Linked DNA regions of Rattus norvegicus: region 1 is linked to region 2. Evidence: chromatin contacts called from public Hi-C data. All regions are on one chromosome and are shown on one strand. The core of a region is the stretch at or near the end of the contact, and the rest is flanking DNA. Distances in the headings are between cores, read along the strand shown.

Region 1 (4,865 bases), core at 281-2,780, 150 kb after region 2:
AACTAAATTAGAAGTTAGGGGAGAAAGTGGAGAACTCATTAACAGTCATAATTAAAAAAAAAAAAGCAACTTTTTTGACTGACCAGTAGCCCCCTGACCCGACCCCCGAAAAAATTGTAATGTTTAGCCTCTGTTCGAAGCCCTAGAAGGCACTACTGTGGACTGCTTGATTACAACTACCTAAGTTTCTGGGGAAGACCAAGCCCTGGTGCTCTTAGTTTACAGTCTTCACTATATTCTTTTGGACTTTGCCCTGGTTCAAACTGTATTATAACCCCTGTCCTCTGAAATCTCCATTTGATCCGTCTTGACTATGTTCTGCATTTCACTTACAAAAATAACTCAAGATACTTCGTTTAATAACTTTGAACAAAGTGCCCCCTATTTCAACCGACAGCTCTCCCCCACACACATCCCCCCCACACACACACACAAAATCACAAAATATTACCGGGAAACTTTCCTGAGGAAAGCCCAGGGCTGAAAGGAAAGACTAGAACTTTTTTTTTCTTTCCCAAGATCTACTGCTACCAAAAGTTGTCTTGCCTCAAAGTTAAGTTTTCAGAAGTCAGATTTTTAAGACCCAAATTGTTTTCGAACTAATAGGAGAAAATATAATTTTCTCTTCTTTGCTTTCAGATGCAGGAAGCTGCACTCGACCAGGCTACCCCCGCAGCTGCGATCCATACAGTCTGTAGGTCTCAGTCAGAACTTGGCTGCCATCATCCCGGGTTGCGGCAGGCATCGGCGGCTGCTCCCGGGAGCACTCGCAGCACAGACAGGAGGCAGCAGAGCCCACTGGCCGCCCGCGTACCCGGCGTTAAGGGAGCCGCTGGCTGCTTTTCTCCCACGCGGGTGCGAGCCCGAGTCCCGGCTGAAAGCAGCCTAGGCTCCACCACTCTGGGAGAGCATTTCCAAGGAGCCCAGCACGCTCCCCGCCCTCGCCCAAGCCTCGGTCACTTTCATTCTGTGGTCACCTAAGATCCGGGCATCCCTCTCTGCGGTTCCCGAGCCCCAGAGCCGGGACCGGACGCGATGAGACATAGTTCCATCGCTTTCAGTGCTCCCCACCTGGGCCCGCGTCCCAGCCGCGCTCTCCGCCACCGCCTTGAGTAGGGTGGGGATAGGGTCGCCCCGTTTCGCACTCTTCGCCAGTAGTCCGCTCCCTACCTGTTTGACTGAGCTCACGCAGGGCCTTCGCCAGACGCGCCGCCTCCGGGGACTGATCCTCCGGCGACCCCGCTGTCCCCCACTGGCTCCGTGTCCTGTCCGCGCCATTCCCAGAGGGCTCCAGGCACCGCAGGGTCATGGGAGATGAGTCAACACGTCCAAGACAGGTGGTCGCCCGAGCTGGGGCCAAAGGACCTCGCGTGCTTCCTGGAAGTCACAGGGTACCCCAAAACGAGTCTGTGCGGGGTGTCCGAAATGGTGGCGGAGGGGGAGGGGACTGGAAGCAGCTGGTTGTTTCTCTCCAAATTCCCGCAAAATGGTATGGCAAAGTCTCTCGCAGACACGGTCACCCACAGATCGCCTGTGAAGAAACAAATGCGGCAGAGATTGGGTCAGTCTGGACTGGACCCCTACGGCCGAGGTGGGGGTGGGTAAACAGACACGTGGAAAATCCCAGGGACTCCTCCGCCTGTGTGCTTCTGTACCATTTAACCCCGAGCATCCAGCTAACGCCCTGCCCAACTCTGGGGGAAAGACCGGTAAAAAGGGCAGAGATCCAAGATACTGAAGTTGGCCTGAGTGGAGGGGTGAGGACAGAGACAGGATGAGAGTAAACAAGGTGTTTTCCCGCCCAAGAACTGTGTGCAGGAATCACACTCAGGCAGCTTGGGAAACAGTCAGTCACCTGCGGGTCCGGATAGGCCTTCGTCACGGGCAAGTCGCCGGGAAAAAAACAATAAACACAAAGAACAGGGCAGTTCTCTGCACTTGGCATTTCCATCCTACATTTCCAGCAGCCCCAGGGCCCTAGGGGAGGATGCATCCGGCAAAACCTGGTTCCACGCCCTAAAGCGCCGCAGGGCTCCTGGGTCGCCAGCCGAGGGTGCTGCGGTGCGCTAGCGGTGCGCCAGCCGCTGCATCCCCGCCTCACAGGCGGCCTCGCCCCCACTCCTGCCGCTTCCCGGAGCACGCTCCGGATGAGGACGGACGGGGGGCGCAGCGGCGGTCGCTCCAAAACACGGACCGCCGCTCCAGCAGCTGCCAACGCGGGCGCTGTCGAGGAATCGGCCTGAGCGTGCAGCCCCCGCCGGAGCTCCAAATGAGGCCGGGACTGAGCCCGCAGCAGCGAGCGCAGCGGGCTATGCCATCAACTGGGACTGAGGGCTTACCTCCGCCACGGCGACTGCCGCCTCCGCACCAGGCAGCCTCCCCAGCGGACACGGGGCGGGGGAGCCGGGGGGCGAGGAGGGGTGTCCGTCTGAGTTCCCCGAGTGACGTTTTATTTGTGGAACGAGATGCCTAGGGATGCAACCGGCTCTGCGCTCAGTAGGAGCAGCCGTATTTTTCTGCGCCAAAGGCAGACAAAAATCCCAAGGATCGTCGCCTAGCGTCCCCCCTCTCCGCCCCAGGCTGACACCCCTGCTCGCCAGTGCCGGGTTTCCCTCCAGCTGCGGCGGAGATGGGCGAAAGAGTAGGGGTGGGGTGGGGGAGCAAGGGCGGAGGCTGGCGGGGAGGAGCGGGAGATCAGGTTATTAGGATTATAAATTTGGATAACAGTTGTTGGGGAATGGGGGTGCTCCGAAGATTTCCCGACGCCGAGAAGGAACCCGGGAGAGGAGGCAGTTGAGTCCGGATGGGACAGAGCCCTGACTTGAACTCTCCTGGGGCGTCCTAAACTGCGGAAGCCCAGACAGTCCGCCGCTCCCGTGCTCGCACCCCGCCGCCCTCCCTGGCCACTGTCCCCCGGGCGGAACCTTCGGGCTTCGCGAGCGGTACCTGCCGCAAGCTTCCGGGCTCCGGGCGCAAGGGATCTTGAGGCCGCGCGCCTGGAGCCCCGGCGCGCACTGTCCGCGATCCGCGCAGCGTTGGCGGCTGCCGGAGGAAAGGCTCATGCTTCAGGGGAGAAGCCCAAGGCCCGCGAGCCGCAGAGGCGGCGAGACTTGGCAAGAGTTAAACGTCTGTCCCCGGAGCAGAGTGTGCGCGCGACTTCCCAGCCCGACGCGCCTCCCTCGCTCCCCCGCCTCCCGCCCCTCGCGCCCCGCCCGGCCGCTGCGGAGGCCGCTTTCCAGGAACTTTCCAGGAATCCGCCTCACGTGACCGCAGCCCCCGCCAGCGCTTTAAAGAGGCCCCGGCGCTAATGCGCAGGCTTCAAGGGAGCCGGTTTGAGAGCCGTTGCGGGTACCGGTGACTGCGGTGTGGAAGCCTGCGACTCCGCCCTCCTCTGACCCTGCACCTCGGGGGACAAGGAGAAGTCCCCAGCCAATGCCTATTAAGCGGACAGTACTGGCCCCTGTCCGCATCAGCTGAGCTCCTTGGTCCTACGAATAGCAGTTAGCCCCTCTTCTCCCCAGTCACCATGGAGGAGGGGACCTTTATGCTAGCCATCCACACTCTAGTGCGCCTGCCAGACGCGACCCTCCTCTCCTCTGTACCGGGTGCGGGACCGGCGTGGGGGGGGGGGAGAGGCGGGGCTCAGAAATCGGTCCCTCCCTCCCTAAGACACACAGAACCCTAGCTAGCAGGCCAGTGCCCAGGTCGACCACCAGTCCCGGGGACCTCAGGGAGCGAACCAGAGGCTGTCCCCTCCGCCAGCATCCTAGAAGGTCAAGAGCGCGTGTTGCTGAGCGCCTCCTTAAAGCTGCACAGAGTGCTCTCAATCCCTTCCCCTGGAGCTCTGACCCGTAGTCCCCTGCACCAGCCTTGCCGAGCTCCTCCTTTCCTCCTCAGCTCAATTCCTGCTCGTCCTTCCGGAGACCCAACCTGGCCACCTGCTGGGCCTACAGAGGAGATGCCCTTTCCTGTGCCCCGGTGGGGTACGGGGTGACAGGCCTGGTGCGTTTGTCCTTGTAGTTCCCTGAAAGCCATGGACCCGGAATTCGGATTGATCCCAGTACTTCCTTCCTCTTGGGACCCTCACCTCCCACTCTGTAAGAGGCCCCCTAGCCTCCCAGCCTGCATCCAGTCACACCAGCCCCTGAAACGTGACCCACTTTGAATGTGACCTACTTTTTCTTTTTTTTACAGAAAAACAAACAAAAAGTAACACTCATGGGAAAACCTGATTCAAAATTTCGATAACCATTTTTCTTTGAAAACTATTCTGTTGCATCACTGCTCAAAAGCTTGAAAGGTCAATAGCCACTTTTAGTTGAAGCTGTGACTTTGGGGAAGTTGGGCAAGGGAGGCCAGGAGAGGTTGTGGGGAGGCGCGGCTTCCAAGCCTTGTCTGGTGCCCCGCCTGCCGGCCCTGGAAGGAAACACAACCAGCCAATTCCAAGGCCAGGAACCCCGAACCAATTTTTATCCGCAGTAATTTTTTTCTCTTTAGAAAATTCTATGCACATACAAAACAGTGAGTGAGAGGGGAGGACATAAGGCAGCTTACAGGGGCTTTGTGAGCGATGGATTCGCGTGCATGGAGGCGGCTGTTTTCTTGGAATCTTTGATGGGAAGGATGGCGCTTGCTGAAGTTTTAGAAAGCCTGTGCAAAACAGGTGAATAACTGAGCAGGGCGCCTACCTTCTTTAGCTCCCTAACCTTTTCTGTAAAATTAAAAACAGGCTATCGGTGAAAGGTTCACATGAATGGACAAAGCAGATCGGTCTGGAGTTCCTGTGGAGTGGGAGGGAGGCCCAAATTAAAAGTTTTAAACCTCTAAAAATGTCTAGGGTTCACGAGGACCAACGCGTTAATGTG
Region 2 (5,315 bases), core at 1,654-4,153:
TTTCAGGTCATTTCTGTTCATGAGACTGAACCCTGACTTGGTTGACTACAACGCTGACCGTGCTTCTGTATCCCCGAAGTAAATGGCCGGCACGGGGGCTGGATCTCGGGTTAGGAAGTCACATTTGTATCCCAGTTCTCCGTCTGCAATGCGTTTCCTATTTTATAAAGGTTCTAAGGTACCAATGCACTCTGGAGGCTTAAATGGACTCCTTAAGACGGTATGCTGCTTGGAAAAGAGAACGATGTTTGTCGAGTTCACCACAGATGTCCGGCAGACTTTGCTCCAGTGGATTTATCCACTCCTGTAAGGAAACATGAGCGCCTCGAAGGCACAGGGGCTTTCTGTGTTTGTTACAGTGAACCGAGTTTTATAGAGCAAAGCAGTGCATGGGAGAAAGGATGCCCCTAGAAGTCGTGCAATACATGTGCATAAAAAGGTATCCTGATCCCAATACTGGGGAGCAAAGTGAGGGCCAGGGGTAAAAGCTCACTGACTGCTGGCCGCAGGTGTTGGAAGGCAGACAGACAAAGTCTGTAAGAGAGAAGAAAAGAGGGAAGGAGAAGGCCCAAACAGACAGAGCAGGGAGGCTGACCAGTGTTCCAGAGATGACTGCTCACGTGTCCTTTGACCTACAAGGGACACTAACAATGACAGTAAATAGTATTCGAGTGAAAAACTTAACAAAGAAGAAGAGGGACAGTGACTTCAAATTATTCGCATTTGAGTTAAAAGCAAACGTGTCACTGGACTAGCCTTGCTCCCCGCCAGGTTTTTTTTAACACTGCAGGAATCCGCTGGAGAGACAAAGTAGACTCATGCCGATTGCCTTTCTCCCCAGACGAAAAGCCTTAGGAGCTTCGTGTTCTGGGGGTAAAACCCACACTCCTGTCCAAGGCTGGCAAAGCTTGGCATGTCCGTCCTGGCCCTCACCCGCCTACTCACGAGGGTCCAGCACGTCAGGTTCCTCCTCATCCTCTGGCCTTGCTGGCCTTACAAGGCTAACTCTGCTCCTCTGCAGATAGAGCCGACCTCATTGTCACCTCCTCAGACAGATTTCTAACCACCCATATCAGGAGCCCCCACCCACTCACCCATCCTGATCTTGATGTTTCTGAACAAACTACTCTTCGATGTTTCCATGACAACGGGATCTTGTCTATGCCGTTCGTTAACAATCATATCCCCAGAACATCGACTAGCACACATTAAGCACTTAATGTTATTGAGAGAATTCGTGGAGTTAAGGTAAATACCCGGCGTGCCACCAACAGGACCCACGATAACGCTGGGAAATCACTGTGCAACTTTTAGTGGTTTCCAGTAGACTTATTCTTACCACACCCTACACCGGCCTTCATGGTGACAACCATTTCAAGTTAAGTCCCCAAAACATCTAGTTTTACCCAAACTGCAAGGGAGATTGAAAATGATTTTTTTCCCAGAAACTTCTTAATAATATGGTTTATGGAAGGCAGAAGGCCAGAGCCCGTGATTAGGTGAGATACAACAACCCACACTCTGGATCCTTCAGACCTTTGCGCATCACTTCCCGTCACCCCAGCACAGCTGTTGTTCTCACCGTCTGAGGACCTTCTCTCTTTCCCGTCCTATCAACCTACGCTATACTGTATCTGTACTCCGGCCCGAGTTCCTGAATCTCACAGTACCAGGAGGCTGAGTAAAGTTTCAGGGCCGTGGGCGGGGTCGATGAGGGAGAGGGCGGGGTCGATGAGGGAGAGGGCGGGGTCGATGAGGAAGAGGGCGGGGTCGATGAGGAAGGGGGCGGGGTCGATGAGGAAGAGGGCGGGGTCGATGAGGAAGAGCACTGCTATTGACTAAACAGTTCTTGACTTTCATCAAAACGCTCACAATCTTCTCAAGTATCCTGGGAAGTACAAGCAAGTGCATGTGTGCACATGAGCGTGCATGCGCGCGAGTACACACACACACACACACACACACACACACACACATACACAACGTTTTCCAGTCTACCACTTAAGCAAACCATCTGACATTCTGCACACAGAGAAAAGGACTGCTGAGCCTGAGACCTTGGCTTAGCTGCTTCTCAAAGCCAGGTATGGAAGGAAGAACGGAGAGGAGAAGCAAAGCGAGGAAGGGAGTAGGAGGAAAGTCAGTCCCTGGCCCTGCTCTCTCCCCTGTTCCCTCAACACTTCCCAGACCATGGCTCCCACCCCACACTCCAACCAGCACCAGCCTGGTGGTTACTGGAAGGCCTTTCACTCCCACTGAACTGCGACAAAAGATCAATGGTTTCCTGCATGGGAATCGTGGGCTTCTAATAATTTGTTTATTCTTTTTTGAGATTATTAAAAGTGACATGATTCTCCCTTCCCTTTCCTCCCTCCAAACCTTCCCATGTGCCCCCCACCTCGCTCTCTTTCAAATCCATGGCCTCTCTTTCTTTAATTGGTGGTGATGGTGGGGTGTGTGTGTGTATACGTCCCTAAATATACGAACATAATAGGTTGCTGTGCACAGTGGTGCACACCTTTAATCCCAGCACTCAGGACCCAGAGGCAAGAGGATCTCTGACTTCAAGGCCGGCCTGGTCTACAGAGCAAGTTCCAGGACAGCCAGGGCTACACAGAGAAACCCTGTCTCAAAAACACAAAATAAATAAGTAAGTAAATAAATAAATAAAGGCAGGCATGTATGTAACGTGCTGGGTTCATATAATGTATGTGTTCAAGGCTGATTCTTTGGCATTAGATATATTATACCATGAAATGACATTCTGCCATGGCCAAGACGTGTCGTACTCGTGCAGTTCTTCCTGTTAGAAAAGGAAAGCTCGGCTCAGGAGGGATGTGCTGATCTTAACTCCCAGTGCTCTAAAGCCGAGCGTTTCTTCATAACTCATTTGGCAGCAAGGCCTGACCTGGGCTGAACTCCCCGGGCCCGGGTTTGCTTGCTGACAAAAGCTGACCTGAGCTCACAGGAGGTTATTTATAGTTTGTATGTCTGCCACTGTGTGTGAATATTCATCAGTGGCTGCAGAAATACCAACGTGTTTGATTACAGACGCCTCCAGACCCCGTCTCAAGGCCGTGGAGCAACTGCTATACACAAGCACTATCCTTTAAAGACACCGTTCGAATGCAGCAGAGTCCGTTTTGTCTGTTGTTTTAAAACCCACCGTAGCCCAGGCTGGCCTTGAACTCGGCAGTCCTCCTTCCTTAATCTCCCCAGAGCTGGAATCGCATGTGCACATCCCAGGTCCAACGAAGGACTGGATGCAAAACTGGAGTCCTGTGTTTACTCAGATTTAACTTCTCTGAGCTTTGGGTTTGTTGAAAATCCAAGATACTTTATAGACAGCTTTATTTCTTTGAGAAAATATATTCTTAATATCAAGTATGTAACTTGAAAATAAATTCTGGAATACCATGAGTTCTTGGGCTTAAAAAAGTTAGTTTTTTAAGTATACAATAGAGAAGACTTCTTTTTGCTAAGGTTTTTCATTCTATAAAACAGAAAGCCCAAAACAAAGAAAAAAAACCCACAACAACAACAACAACAACAACAAAAATCAAGTATTGCTTCCTGTTTCAGAGAATCATCAGGGAAGCCTCCAGCAGAACCTCTGAGGGAGGGAGGGAGGGAGGCAGGGAGGGAGGGAGGGAGGGAGGGAGAGAGAGAGAGAGAGAGAGAGAGAGAGAGAGAGAGATTGATTCTGTCAGATGCCTCCAGTCTGTCAGACTGTACATTTAAGTTCCTGCCAAAACCATGTTTCTATGACGTTCCCTGCAGTTTACAGTTTACCTTTTCAGCAGAAGGAAAGAGTCAAACATCTCTCTTTCGAAACAAGACGAGTTCAAGAGAAACCCAATTTTTCTGTTTTCATGTGAATATGTAGCTAATTATTTCTTGACTCCGCAGTAAAAATGCTTGCCTGAAACACACACACACACACACACACACACACACACACACACACACACTCACACACACACAGCATTTTCTGAAAGGAAACAATAGGATTTATATAGCAATCGTGATGAAATTTTGTAAACGGTAAATTGGGACATAAAAACAAGCCTAATGAGATGTTAAGAGGCACTCTGATCTCTAAGAGATGACGAGGCCTTCCCATGCCCCACAAACAGGAAGCTGCTAGTGCACCGATGACAGTGACGTCGGGAGACCTGGTTTTCTCACTGAAAATTGAATTCTAGAGTAATTGTATTTAGTACATTAAAAAATTCTCCAAGGCTGAAATCAGGGTTTACATGCAAAGCATTGTTTTTAAGACAATTGTTTTTAATACTATTATGTCTATTCCATAAATGTGTATGTTCAGGTACTGTATGGTCAGGTAGTGTATGTTCAGGTACCGTATGTTCAGATACTGTAAGCATCCATTATAATATCAAAAACCAAAGACTGGAGAAGACTTTGCAAAGCAGAGACTGAGCTTAAGAAACACCATGCTAGGGCTGGAGAGATGGCTCAGCGGTTAAGAGCACTGACTGCTCTTCCAGAGGTCCTGAGTTCAATTCCCACAACCAAATGTTGGCTCACAACCATCTGTAATGGGATTCGGTGCCCTCTTCTGGTGTGTCTGAAGACAGTGACAGTGTACTCATATAAATAAAATAAATAAATCTTTTAAAAAGGAAGAAAGAAAGAAAGAAAGAAAAGAAACACCATGCTAGGTTTGGTGACACACACTGGCCATTCTGGAAGGCTCTGGATTCCAAGACAGCCTGTACTACATGGTAAGATCCTGTCTCATTGCAGGGAGGAGGGGAGCAACAATTATGGTAAATATTTATTGTTGCAGAAACTCAAAAAAATGGTTAATGGGTAATATTTGATGTTACCAGAGTTTACAATTTTATCTTACAAAAAAAATAATCCTTAAAATGTTTAAAAGTCACTTTAAAGGATGAAGTGACTATGTCTGTTGCCATCCTTTGAAAACTGTGACTAGAGGGGTATGGTACCCAAACTTCCAGAGATAATACTTCAAAAGTCCTATCAGTTAAGCCGTTAAGGTAGTTGGTATAATGCTACTCACAGGTGTAATTAAGATTACTAGTCAGCTAACTAAAGACACCAGTGAGTTCAGCAGGAGAGCAGGGGAGGAAGGGGGGGGGAGTGTCATAGAGATGGGCTCCTCCCAGGTGCTATTGCTGGCTATGCAGCTGAAAGGAAGCAAGCCTGGAAGAGCCCACTGACAGCTCAAGACAACTGGGGTGCCCCGCCCCCACCCCAACATCCTCCTGGAACTGAGTCCAGCCAGTGAACTGTAGTATGTCCTAAAGAGAAAAGACTGCAGGCCT

Evidence for each region. Hi-C and Micro-C count contacts between places; a contact is called where the count stands out from the background.
Region 1: a contact with region 2 is called in a Hi-C map of psoas muscle, with 1.9 times the contacts expected there. The contact joins the promoter of Socs2 here to the enhancer-like site in region 2. A contact is called at or near these places in 5 of 12 Hi-C or Micro-C datasets (Schwann cells, kidney, liver and 2 more).

What each region holds. Positions count from the first base shown.
Region 1 is chr7:31,928,893-31,933,757 of GRCr8, forward strand. It overlaps Socs2 (suppressor of cytokine signaling 2), which reads right to left and starts at 1,531. Exons shown (of 2, transcript NM_058208.2): 1 at 1,171-1,531. The coding sequence starts at 1,309.
Region 2 is chr7:31,773,873-31,779,187 of GRCr8, forward strand. All of the region lies in intron 3 of LOC134479863 (death domain-containing protein CRADD-like), which reads right to left. Among named protein-coding and RNA genes, the nearest start is that of Cradd, 63 kb to the right of the region's middle. Within about 2 kb of position 2,904, at least 9 of the 93 cell types and tissues checked have an H3K27ac peak or open chromatin away from gene starts, as enhancers often do. A contact at or near this core is called in liver, where this site is marked.